Linked DNA regions of Mus musculus: region 1 is linked to region 2. A link is a contact called in public capture Hi-C data. All regions are on one chromosome and are shown on one strand. Each heading gives the region's core, a stretch centred on a gene start, on an enhancer-like site or on the middle of the called end of the contact. The rest is flanking DNA. Distances are from core to core; before and after follow the strand shown. Region 1 overlaps Ust (uronyl-2-sulfotransferase). Region 2 overlaps Zc3h12d (zinc finger CCCH type containing 12D).

Region 1 (6,627 bases), core at 740-3,239, 520 kb after region 2:
GCTGCCTAAGACTATCCTGCAGATAAGGTATTACATCATGATTTCTAACAGTAGCAAAATTATATTACAAAGTAGCAACGAAATAATCTTATGGTTCGGGGTTGCCACAATGTAAGAAACTGTATTAAAGGGCTGCAGCAATTGGAAGGTTGAGAACCACTGTTCTGGAAGCTGCCCGTTTCTGGACTGACTGAATTTAAAAAAGTAAAACTTCTGCATTGCATAGGCCACTCTTTGGTTTTACATAGTCTAATTCGAACTGATATGCTTTGAATATTTGTGCTCCTCTAAATCCATATGTTGGATTATAACAATCAGTGTGGTAAGGCTTGGGAGAGACAATTGGATCTTGAAGTGAAGCCCTGGGAAGAGATTAGTGCCCTATAAAAGCAGTCCCAGAAGGCGTCTTGCCTCTTCTGCCCAGTAAGGTCCAGCTTGACGATCCAGACTAGGAAACAGGAAACAGACCCTCCCCATACAGCAAATATGCAAGCACTTTCCTTGACTCAGGCTCCAGACTTGTGTGATACAAATTTGTTGCTTACAAGTGACCAGGTCTGTGGTGCTTATGTATATTAGCCTGAGTGGACTATCATTTTATATACTTTAATTTTTATTATATGCAAAGTAAATATAATCATTAGATTATAATTTATATATTTAGTTCTAGCCTATTCTGTCAGTACATTTTCACTTATTTATTTATTCTGAGAGGAACATGTGTGTGCCACAACACACATGTGTGCTTTGGTGTACCTGCAGAGGTCAAAGGACAATTTGTGCAAATCAGCTCTCTCTTTTGGCAGGTCCTGAGACAGATACAAGTTACCAAGCTTGCAGCAAGCACTGTAGTGGGTCCTGAGACAGACACAAGCTTATAGCAAGCACCATGGCGGGCCCTGAGACAGACACAAGTTACCATGCTCGCAGCCCCTTACCCACTGAGCTCTTTCCCTCGTCCTGGAGTCCCATCCATAATAACAGATAGACCTCATTTATAAAGGGTGAAAAATGAGTTTTATATTTGCATGTGAAAGATATGACTGCACTTATGCACTAAATATTGAAAGGGGCTAGAATGAAGCATCGTCCACATCTCAATATGCTGCAGTGAGAAATCGTGCAGCCCCACTTAGCACAGACTCTCACCAGGATCCATAACTGAAAGCTCAGAATATCTCTACATCTAAGCAAGCACCAAAGAGCTGGAGAAAGAAACAGAGTGGACAGGCTCTACAGTCCCAGAGACTTCAATCCTTCTTAGAAGAGGGAACAAGATGCCTTTGGAAAGAGTTATAGAGACAAAGTTCAGAACAGAGATTGAAAAAAATGACCATCCAGAGACTGCCCCACCTAGGGATCCATCCCATAAACAACCATCAAACCCAACACTATTGCAGATGCCAACAAGTGGGAGTGGGTGGGTTGGTGAGCAGGGGGTGGGAGGAGGGGTCAGGGGATAACATTTGAAATGTAAATAAAGAAAACATCTAATGAAAAAACAAACAAACAAAACAGAACAGTGCTGCTGGCTTACCCCCTATTGCTCACATCTTCTCTAAGGTGGTGAAGACTGAGTGCATTGTGAACCAACTGAGGAAATTGTGCAACACGACGAAGAACCAGCTCTCCAAAGAGATTTGTTTGCAATGTACTGCCCTCTGTACTTATCAGAGACTGAGTCATCATCACAGGATAGAGAACGCAGAACTCCAGAGACTGATCTGCCACGTCTGATAACTCTCGGTCATCATTTCTTGCCAAAGCAACTAAAAACAGGCCCCAACCAGCCAGGAAAGCTTGTCTGTCTCTCTTCATGGATAACTTATGGAAGCCATTACAGTCTAGAGCAGGGTAGATGACACGTCTCCATCCTGTGTTCTTACATTACATATGGAGCTATGGAAATTCCCGAAGAGGAGAATTTAATGGAAGTCAGTCACAGGATGAGCTTCCTTTGTCCTTTGTTGGTGCCAGTTAAGTGTGTGACCACCATCTGATAAGCACTTGAGATGAAAAGCAGCCGGCTGGGAGAGAGATCCTCAGAGATGCTCCCTCCGTGAATGCGAGGGGACTGGCGCGCATGCGCAGATGGAACAGGCGTTGGTTAGTAACTTTACTCTCTGCTGCCAAAAGGGGTTTGAGGCATTTAACCAATGTTTCTGCTCACCTATGCCTCCAGTATCCCCTCCCCTCCCCTCCCCTCCCCTCCCCTCCCCCCACCCTGCCTCCTCCTCCTGTAGGGTACTCCTGCCTTCTGGACGGCTGGGATTAGAAGTGTGGCTTCACCACACCCAGGTAGAAAAATCTATTCTTCTTAAAAGCCAACATTTTTTCGATGTCATGTGACTAACTGAAGAGTGATCCGGGATTTCGGGAAACAAAGCCTGGAGCGGTCTCAAAGGCAGGCAAAACAGTTTATCAATACAAACAAGATTAGCTACTACAAAAAGTAGCTATCTACAAAGATTGACTGAGGTTTTCTCAGCAGGTTGAAGAGGAAGAGGGTCAGGCCTGGATCTCAGGACTAGGCTGCATTCTTAGAAAATATTCTTGTGTTCCACCCAATTGGGTCTTTACCATGGGCTGGGGATGGGGTTGGGGGAGGGAGGGGGTGGGGCAGAAATGCCTGAGGGAAACTTGCATCCCAAGGCTCTAAGATTAGAAACTTGGCTTCTGAGCAGAGCTCTGGGTGCTGATGGCTGAGATCCTAGGTACTTCACTATGACAAAGCTTCTAAAATGTTCCGGAAGCTGCAGGAAAAGCAAGGGGTCTGGATCCAGCCAAGGATTTAGGATCTGAGGCCTCAGCTCTGATGCAGAAGGAAGAGCTGAACCCAAGACAAGGCTAGCAAACTGGAGTGGTTCTGGACTGCACTGGTGCAGCCACGTCTCAGCCCCAAGGAAAAGGAAGGGACAAGAGGAAAGAGAAAGGGGATTGCGGAGACTTTAAGATAAAACTGGAAAACGACACACAGGAACCAGAAGTGAAGTCTCTAATACCAACTATTTACATGCCCAATTTCACACCTTTCCTAACACACACACATACACACACACACACACACACACACACACACACACACACACACACAGGTGGGGGGTTGTAGAAAGTTGATGTAACTGATTATTGGAGAGAGAAAAGAAAGGCTCAGGTCATTCTGAGTTAATTTTTCCAACTGGATAGCTGAGATCCTATGGGCGTGACCTAAAGAACAAATGGGTTGAGGCATGACAAGTGAGAGAGATGGGGCGAATTGTCCTTTGCCTCTGTTAAAGAGTTCTAAAACAAGAAAATGGTGACCAGATAAAAAGGAGTATCAAAGAAGCATCCTCTGAGGGGCCAGGGAGACGGCTCAGTGCTTAAGGACACACAGAGGACCTGGGTTCAATTCCTTGTGCCTGTGACCCATACCTTGCTACTGTCTGTAACTCCATCTCCAAGGAGTCCATGACCTCTTCTGTCCTTCCCAGGCACCTGCCCTCATGAGCACACATCCACACACAGACACATACACCTCATTTATATAAGAAATCAACTTTAAAAGAAGCATTCAGAGTTACTTTAGAAGATTTATAGACTCTATATTTAATTTAGAAAATTTATCTGTGTTTCCCCCCAAAGAAAGCACGTTAATTCTAGGTTCTATTAGCCTGCAACAACTTAATAATGTAAAATAAGCAGCATATAATTCTACTGCCTGTCCCGAATGAAGCAGAGCCTTATTCCATATGCTCTGCTAATTTTTTTCCATCTCTGTATAATTAGAAATACCATTCCTAAAGTAGCACATACTACCTATCCTGTGAATGAGACTTGCATTCTAGCTGTTTGAGCATACCACATTGATGATGACTTTTGATGTTGTAATGGGGTTCATGGGGAATTCCTATCTAGAAGGCTTATCTTCCTATCAGGAATGTTGACAATAGTAGAATAGCCACTGTTAATCTTCAAAGTGGGAATGGAGGCAGGATGCTAGCACATGTCCTCTCAGAGTTCCAAGATCACCTTTATATTCCATGGCATCGAATAGCCTAGGCTCTGAGAGCTGCTGGTCCCTAGGTACCTACAGGTCTGACTGTAAAACAAAACAAATGCCACCTGCCCAAGGCACCTGAAATAGAAGATCAGTGGACCTTTTTCAGGGTGATGTGGGACTTTTCACTCTGATGCACATATCTAAGACTTTTAAATCATATATTAAAAAAAAATTCAAGCCACTACTTTGAGTGCTGTCAGCATAAGACTTTGGAAACCCTTCCCATGTCTGAGCAACAGATGGTGTGTGACCCTCAGTACTGATGGGTCCTTCAGGATTCTGCAGAAAGAACTTTTCGCATCAGACACAAATCATTCACATACATTAGCAGATACTATAATTATTACTGTTTAAAACCAGTGTTTTAGAATATGTGGAAGTTAAATTACTTTCCATTAAATGTGACTATTTTTCCCAGAGAGGAATTACAGTTTTATTAGGTTTTAGCCTTATAAAATATGTATCCTGGCATGGAAGTTTCCACAGGGGACACGTAGCATCGTCCACAAAAATATGTAGAGAGCCCACCAGCTTCAGCAGTGACAACCGTATTTGGAGAATCTTTGAATACATTTGAAAAATACACACATGCTGAGCTGCTAATATGGGGACTGTCTGTTCCAGTGCCTTGCTAGACATTTGACAGTAAGATGAAGTGATTAAATTGAATACACAATGAGAATATTCCAACATCAGAACATGAGACTTTAAATAGCACTCCAGAATGTATGCAGCTATTCTCTGTCAGAGAACTAAATGGGATTTGTTTCTTAATAAATAAAAGTTTATTAGCAATAGGTGAGTGGGAAAAGGAGGGATATAAACAGAGACATGGGAAGACTCCAGACACCCTCTTCCCACCTCTAAACGTACACTGAGACAGGCACACCTGGGCATACCACACACAAACATGCATACACAATTATTTTAAGCTTTCTAGACTATGAAATATAGCACTTACATGGAACTGTGAAAACACATTTTAATGCTCCTTAATTTGGTCTGATGCACAGTACATAATTCAAGCATTCAATAGTCACGCACCCACTCAAAATGAGAAAATGAAGATAAACCAATAAATGCATATTTACATGCATTTTTATTTATATATGTGTGAGAGAGGGCATATGTCACATGTATGCAGGTGCCCTTGAAGGCCAGACGAAGACACCAAATCCACCAGACCTTGAGTTATGAAGCTGCCCAATGTGAATGCTAGGAACTGGATTCAGGTCCTCTGTAAGGACAGCAAGTGCTTTGAAACACTGAGCCATCTCGCCAGCCCATACATACATGTCTTTCACATTTAAGTGTCTGCCTGTGTATGTTTGTGTATGTTTGTGTGTGTGTGTGTGTGTGTGTGTGTGTGTGTGTGTGTGTGTGTGTACAATTTGCAGAGTCAGTTATCTGCTTCTACCTAGAGGAGTCTAGGGACTGAGCTCATGTTGTGTCACACTTGGCTTGATGACACATACTTCTTGCTTGCTGAGCCATCTACCAGGCTTTGAGGATAAGTTTTAAAGAAGTCCATGTGACCTGATTGAATCCTTTATGTCACTGGAATTCCCCAAAAAGAATGACATAGCTTTTTCACTAATAGCTTCTTACTGTGCAGTAAAAATATTTCCTTATTTTGGAACTAATTCTGATAAAAGCAAGAGAAAAATATTTATTTCGTTAGCAATTGGGAATTATATGCACACTACATATGCTATCTTCATAGGAGTAATTCAAATCACTTGTGTTTGAACGATTAAAAATAAAAATATCGATATTTATATAATTAAAATATAAATTTTAATGTTCTCAATTTGTTTTACATATGCCTTAATACCCAAGATTTCAAATAAATGGCATAAGTAAATAGTTAAATATAATAAGTAAAATAAAATTTTCTCTTATTTGAAATAATGGTGGCTGCCTTTTTTACACTCACACAGTAAAAAAACAAAAGATAGGAACCTCGCAGACTCTAGGATTGTGAAACGGATTCTGGGGATCTTTCTTCTCCTACAGACTTCACAGAAGCAGAAACTGGCTTGCAGTGCACAAGAAACAAGTTATTCTTCCTTCGCAATTAAATCAACGTTACTCCAAATTGTAACTCCACCATCATTTACTTAAACTGCATATAACTACTAAAATACTTAGTAACAAGGGCACACTTTTGCTAGGAATAAAATCTACTTAACACAAATTTTCAGATTTGAAAATTAATCAGACTTGAGCTAAATACACAATATGTATGTATGCATGTATGTATGTATATATGTATGGATGTATGGATATGCACAATTCATTAATTAGTGGCATTAAGTAATGGAATTAGGTTAAGAAATGTGTTAGCTAGCACATTTCCACCCTAGGGCTCCTCAGACGGACAAATTGAAAAACCTTCCTGTTAGAGATTTCACACTCTTAACAGGTACTGGATCCAACCCAACGTTAAACTTAAGAAAAGGCTGGAGCCGGTAGGAAATTGGTCTGCTCTTTTTCTGCACATTAAGAAGTCCTTGAAATGAAGTGGCTCTCCTTTGTAATTCAATTGTTCCTTCAACCTTATGTCTTATTGATCTTTTTAGAGA
Region 2 (5,941 bases), core at 659-3,158:
TTGGTCAATGACGTGCTTCAAGAGTTGATCCAGACCGGCAGTCGCCCAAGGGCCCAGGAGGATCCAGCCAGTGGCACCGGGGTAGTGCTGATTCCCCGGGGATGCTGCGGGGTCCAAGACTCTGCCCAGCAGGGCCTGGGACCAGGCCTAGAAGAGGCTGGCGGAGATCCAGCCCGCTTCCTGCGGCCCATAGTGATCGATGGCAGCAATGTGGCTATGAGGTAGCATCTTTGGTTTCCTTCATCTTATTACTGAGCGCTGGGGCCAGAGACCTTGTTATCAGGAGTCCTGGGAAACATTTCCTCTCTGTGGTTTGGTTCAAAGAGTTTTAGGACTGATGGATGAATTTTTAAAAACTATTCTACAAATCAATAGGTTTCCTAATGGCATAGTCATACATGTATGTCACATGCTTGGCCCACACTTTCTACTACCCCTCTTGTCTCTTCTCCTTTCTTCCCACTGGTCCCCTCCCTCCTCAACAAATAGTCCCCTTATCCTTCCCTGCTATATATATATATATACACACACACACACACACACACACACACACACACACACACACAATATATAAAGTGAGATTCCATATATATGCCATCTCCGACTTTCTGAGTCTGGCTTCTATTGATTAAGATGAATCTTAAGTATTATTGTTTTCCTGCAAACGACATAATCATCATTTTTTAAAATGTATATGCCATTGTGTATACACATTACATTTCTTTTAGTCTCCAGACTAAAAAGACCCTTTAATTATTTATTAAAATCCATACATCTCTGCAGAGAAGCAATAGTAATTGTGCACATATATGGCATAATACGTATCATTGTAAGCCATTCATGGCTTTGAAAGTAGATGGGCCCCAGATCCAGGCCTGCAGGAAAAACTAAAAAGTAGATTCCCATCAGTTCTGCAGATACCTGGATTTTAACCCAAAAACTCCTCTCAGGCTTCAGAAACAAAAGCTGCTCCAGAAACAAAAGCACACTAAGACGTGGTATTGTGAGCCATCAAATGACAGCAGGTGTTAGCCTGCAGGGACCATCTGGAAGGTAACTTTCCAGTAGTTGCAGGGGGGAGGGGGTCGTAGTGAGGAACAGCTACCCAAAGTCAGGCTACTGTTCTCTATGAGCAAAGGCATGGGTATCTGGACTGACTCTATGACCCACATACCGTGAGGAGGGTTTTGGCAGAGATGGGTGTGAAAGCTGATGCTGTGCTTGGTTTAGGTTCTTCTGGGTATACATACCAGAGGCAGTACAGCTAGAGCAAATGCTAGCTCTCATTTTACTTTGTTGGGTTCCTTCTCTCTCTCTCTCTCTCTCTCTCTCTCTCTCTCTCTCTCTCTCTCTCTCCCTCTCCCTCTCTCTCTCTCTCTCCTTTCTTTCTCCTAGATCAGACTTTCAAACCCTGTTCTGTATCTTGGTAGCTGTGTGAACCAGGCAAATTGCTCTCTGGTTCTGTGATGTGGAATCAACCCTTCCTAGTAGGGAGCTAGGAAAAGTGCCTGTTGTAGCCTGCTCAGCAAGTTGATGCTAACCATGCTCACAAGAGGAGCAGCTTTCTTCAGAAGGAACGAAGCAAGTGACAGACAGGAGCCCAGGGTTAGGTGTTGGCAGATAGGGCTCCTTCTATGGAGTCTGTCCCCAGCCAGCTGTGTTATTCTGGAAAGGCGAGAGTACTCGGTTCCTCTCTGTGGAGAGCAGGCCGGTAGATCTCCACCTTTAGGGCCTGAGAACCAGAAGTGCTTAGGTTGTGCTCAAAGCCCTCTGCTTGGGGCCGGTGGTGAGGCAAGGCTGCAGTTCTTGTGTGTCTGCTCCCATCTTGAGCTGCAGACGGGGCCAGGTCAGTCTTTGTAACTTGGCTTCTTCCTTGTGTGCAGAGATTCCAGCTTGATGGCGCGTGTGGCTATTGTGCCTGATCTGGCAAAGCTCCGCTGTGGCCCAATCTCCCAAGATTCCACCCTCAGTGCTGGGTGAGGAGGGCATTGCGCAAACTTGGCTGAGTTACAGGCGGGCAGAGGGCAGAGTCATAGGAAATAGCTCACTCACAGCTATAAATACTCGCACTTCCCCTTTTAAAAGCTGAGTAGGAATTCCGAAAAGCAGTTATCAGCGGCTCCAAACATGTCGACAAGCATCTGAGGCTCCCCCCAGGGATCTGAGCTCACTTTGAATTTGGCAGTGTAGGACAGAAGTTTGGAATGGTTCAGCCCTGTGGGTGTCCCCACGCGCCCAGCATGGTGTGCCTTAAGAATATGCCCCCCCCCCCCCTTTTATCGGCTAGGTTTGCCCACAGGGATAGTATCAAGTGGTGATGGAGCCCCTGGCTCCTACTGTGCATTCGCGCTTTCGCTGTCTCTCCTACGCCCCTTTTCGGCAGCAGACGGGAAACCTACGACATCTTGGTCTGTGAGGTGTTAAAGAGACAATGTTAGGGCGTTTCTATTGCTGTGATGAGACACCATGGCCAGAAATAATTCGGGGAGGAAAGGTTTAATTGGCTTTCAGGTTACAGTTCATCTCAGGAGAAGCCAAAGTGGAAACTCAGGGCAGGAACTCAGAGACAGGAACCGAAGCAGAGGCCAACGAGGAATTCTACTTACTGGTCTGTTCTTCACAGCTTCCTCAGCCTGCCTTTTTGTTTTGTTTTGTTTTTTTTTTAAATACACACCAGGACCACTTGCCCAGGATATCAATACCCACAAGGTCTAGACCCTTCACATTAACCTCTGACTAAGAAAATTCCCCATAAATTTGTGTATAAATCTGTCTGACAGAGGCATCTTCTCAACTGTGGTTCCCTTCTGTCCCTAACTTGTCAAGTTGAGAATAAACTAGCCAGGACAGAGGCTTGAGAGAATCCAGTGGCCAGTGAGGTTGCTCAGCTGATAAAGATACCTGTTGCCAAATCTGAAGACCTGAGTTTTCTCCCTGAGACCCACGTGGTAGAAAGAGAAACGGGGAGTAATGCTAGCTGTCCTCTGACCTTCCCACGTATGACTGTACCAATCAATAAGTGTAAATTAAAAATGTTCTAGCAGCCTTAGAAAGTGCAGGGGAAGAGATACCTGACTTCTGCGTGATCTGGACAAAGCTTACTAGGCAGTGATTGAAAAAGGGTCTGATTGTAGGCATCACTAACCAAATCAAAGCCCATGTCAGCCCCAAGATGGAACAAGTTCCCAAGTTTGAGAGAAAGTGCTGGAGTGGCCATATCACAAACAGACTACCTCAGGAAGAAGCATTCTCCTTGGGAATCAGAGAACACTGTTGAAAATGAGGCTAGAGAGCTCATGGGTTTTTTTGGGGGGCTGGAGGATGGAACTCTGCTGCAGTCTGGAATTCAAACTGAAACTACATCTTCTATCTGTACATGACAACATGACTATGAAGTAAGTGTCTTAGGTCAATCTATTCAGTACTACCACTGCCACCCAACCCTCCCACTGTAGTCAGTTTTATCTTCCCACGCTTAATCTGTGTGGGTTGCAAATGGAAACCCTCACACAGACTCACTGCAAAAAACATGTCAACGTCTAAGTGTTTTCCTATACTTTCTGTCTACCAAATACTTCAGTGTGAGTGTGTGTGTGTGTGTGTGTGTGTGAATGCTCACGCGTGCACATGCACACACACACACACACACACACACACACACACACACACACACACTTCTTTGCTCCTTGGATCCTAGGGAGAAGAACAAATAATATAACAACCCCTTGACTATGGACTGTAATTAATTTCTCTTAAAGGCCAAGTTCTAAGAGCACAGAGGAGGTCTATGTAGATTCTCTGCCCCTCCACTGTGCCCTCCAGGGGACAGTTTGTTCCCAGGGCCAACCAGATCCTCAGCCATGAAAAAGATGACCACAGAGAGCCCCCCCTTCGCCCCCTTTATAGAGAATGCAGGATGGAAACTCAAACTGGTGTCTCACTTCCTACAGAGAACAGATTTTTTAAAAAGATTATTTTATGTACGTTGGTGTTTTGACTGCATGTATATCTGTGTGAGGATGTCAGATCCCCTGGAATGGGAGTTACAGGCCATTGTGAACTGCCATTCTGGTGCTGGGAATTGAACCTGGGTTCTCTGGAAGAGCAGTCAGTGCTCTTAAATGCTGAGCCATCCCTCCAGCTCCTGAACACAAAATTCTATTAATCCCAGAAAGATGCTCTTAGGAGGTCCTCCTCGTTTGAGGTTCATAGGATCCCAGACACTGCTACCCTCTGCTTTGAGAGGTGAGGCTGCTGTCTGCTCTCGGGGGAACAGAGTAGAGCTTGAAGCCTTGAAGTGGTGGTGGGACATGTGTCTTTTTATCCCTAACCTATAAGCAGCATGGCTACTGTTGGCAGGGACAACTTCCACAGCTGGCTGTCCTTCCCTCCCCTGGAGCTGGTGGTGGCCCATGCCACTGCTTAGAGAAAACAGAAGCCTCACTTTTGGTAACAAGGCTTGCTCCTCCCTCAACCCCCCAGTTGTCGGGAAGTTTCCTGCAGTCTAACACCTGCTGTCATTTGATGGCTCACCACACCACCACGCCTTCACGCCTTCATGTGCTTTTGTTTCTGGAGCACAGACTGATGGGGAATCTACTTTTTAGTTTTTCCTGCAGGCCTGGATCTGGGGCCCATCTACTTTCAAAGCTATGAGTGGCTTGCAATGATATGTATTATGGCATATTTGTGCACAATTACTATTGCTTCTCTGCAGAGATGTATGGATTTTAATAAATAATGAAAGGGTCTGTGATCCCCAAAGCATTAGGGACCACTGGCATACAATGAGAAGTTAGAGATAATGCACCATGCCACATAACCTGTGCCAATATAGAATGTTCACGTGGAGTCATCTGTCCTTCTATCTGAACCTCCCAGCTGCTGGGGAAGGGACTTGATGGGTTTTGAGAAGGTTAGCCCTTGACTCAGGTTAGACCCGGCTTCCAGTGGTGCCTCCCCAGCTGTACTTCAGGTTGTTTAGACTGAAACTGTGGATGATGGCTAAGTCCAGATGAATTGTTCTGGGCCCTGGATTTAAGGCATTTATGAGCAAAGGGTGATGTATTTGTTCAGGACACATTGGATTTCTGAAACACTTTCTGATCATGACTCATCTACACAGGAGGGAGCTGGGTGTGTGGGGCTACCCCACAAGAAGCTTTGAAAGCCTTCTGTCTCCTCAGTTTAACAACACAAGGAGTCCTTTGGGTTCCTCTACATGATAGCTTACTTTGTCGTTGTGTAAGGAACAAGCCCAATTAAGAAAAACCAAAAAAAAAAAAAAAAAAAGGATAACCCTGAGTTGTAACGTGGAGGGGAGCCAGGCCTCAGATGTTTCCACGGTCCCCTTGCATTCCTCGTGTCCACACGGGAAAACAGAAGGCCAGAGCCAGAGGATGGAGTAGTTCTGTGCCTGGAAGTCCGAGTTCTGAGTACTTGTCCCAAGGCTGTCCATGGGGACTGTGAGGGTGGAAGGCTCTGGAGCTGCATTGCTGCTGTGGAAGTCATTTGCTCCACGTGGCTATGGAAACCTTGGAGTGTAGCTAATACCACAGAGGGCCCGACTGTTCAAAGTGATTTCCTTTTACTTCATTGGAATTAATTAATCAATGGCTAAACAAGTTGACTAAGTATGTGTCCAGCTTTTCAAATGAGGCGTCTACACGAGTTCCAGACCTTGTTCTTTTTTAGAAGCCTATTTACACAATTGAGCTGGACTAAGTAACTGCAGAAGCCCTTTTTGATGGGGGACAGGTTTGAGACAGGGCTTCTCTGTATAGCCCTCCCTGATCTGGAACTTGTTCTTAGACCAGGCTGGTCTTGAGCTCACAGAAATCTGCTTGCCTCTGCCTTCACCTCCACCTCCTGAGTGCTGGGATTAAAGGCATGTACCACTGATACCAGGCCAGAAGACTTAAAAAAATTCTGACATGCTAAG

Evidence for each region. Capture Hi-C pulls out chosen DNA fragments and counts their contacts.
Region 1: a capture Hi-C map of bone marrow-derived macrophages shows a contact between it and region 2, with 6 times the contacts expected there. The contact joins two enhancer-like sites. A contact is called at or near these places in 9 of 39 promoter capture datasets (the 3T3-L1 cell line, the C10 cell line, HPC-7-derived erythroid cells and 5 more), 2 of 115 datasets of contacts at active chromatin or transcription factors (bone marrow-derived macrophages and embryonic stem cells) and 2 of 9 other capture datasets (bone marrow-derived macrophages and embryonic stem cells).

What each region holds. Positions count from the first base shown.
Region 1 is chr10:8,356,757-8,363,383 of GRCm38.p6, forward strand. The region is part of intron 2 of Ust (uronyl-2-sulfotransferase); the gene reads right to left. Among named protein-coding and RNA genes, the nearest start is that of 4930573G07Rik, 150 kb to the left of the region's middle. Within about 2 kb of position 1,990, at least 26 of the 459 cell types and tissues checked have an H3K27ac peak or open chromatin away from gene starts, as enhancers often do. A contact at or near this core is called in bone marrow-derived macrophages, where this site is marked.
Region 2 is chr10:7,839,928-7,845,868 of GRCm38.p6, forward strand. It overlaps Zc3h12d (zinc finger CCCH type containing 12D), which reads left to right. Exons shown (of 6, transcript NM_172785.3): 2 at 1-221. Among named protein-coding and RNA genes, the nearest start is that of Gm24726, 5.6 kb to the right of the region's middle. Within about 2 kb of position 1,909, at least 110 of the 459 cell types and tissues checked have an H3K27ac peak or open chromatin away from gene starts, as enhancers often do. A contact at or near this core is called in bone marrow-derived macrophages, where this site is marked.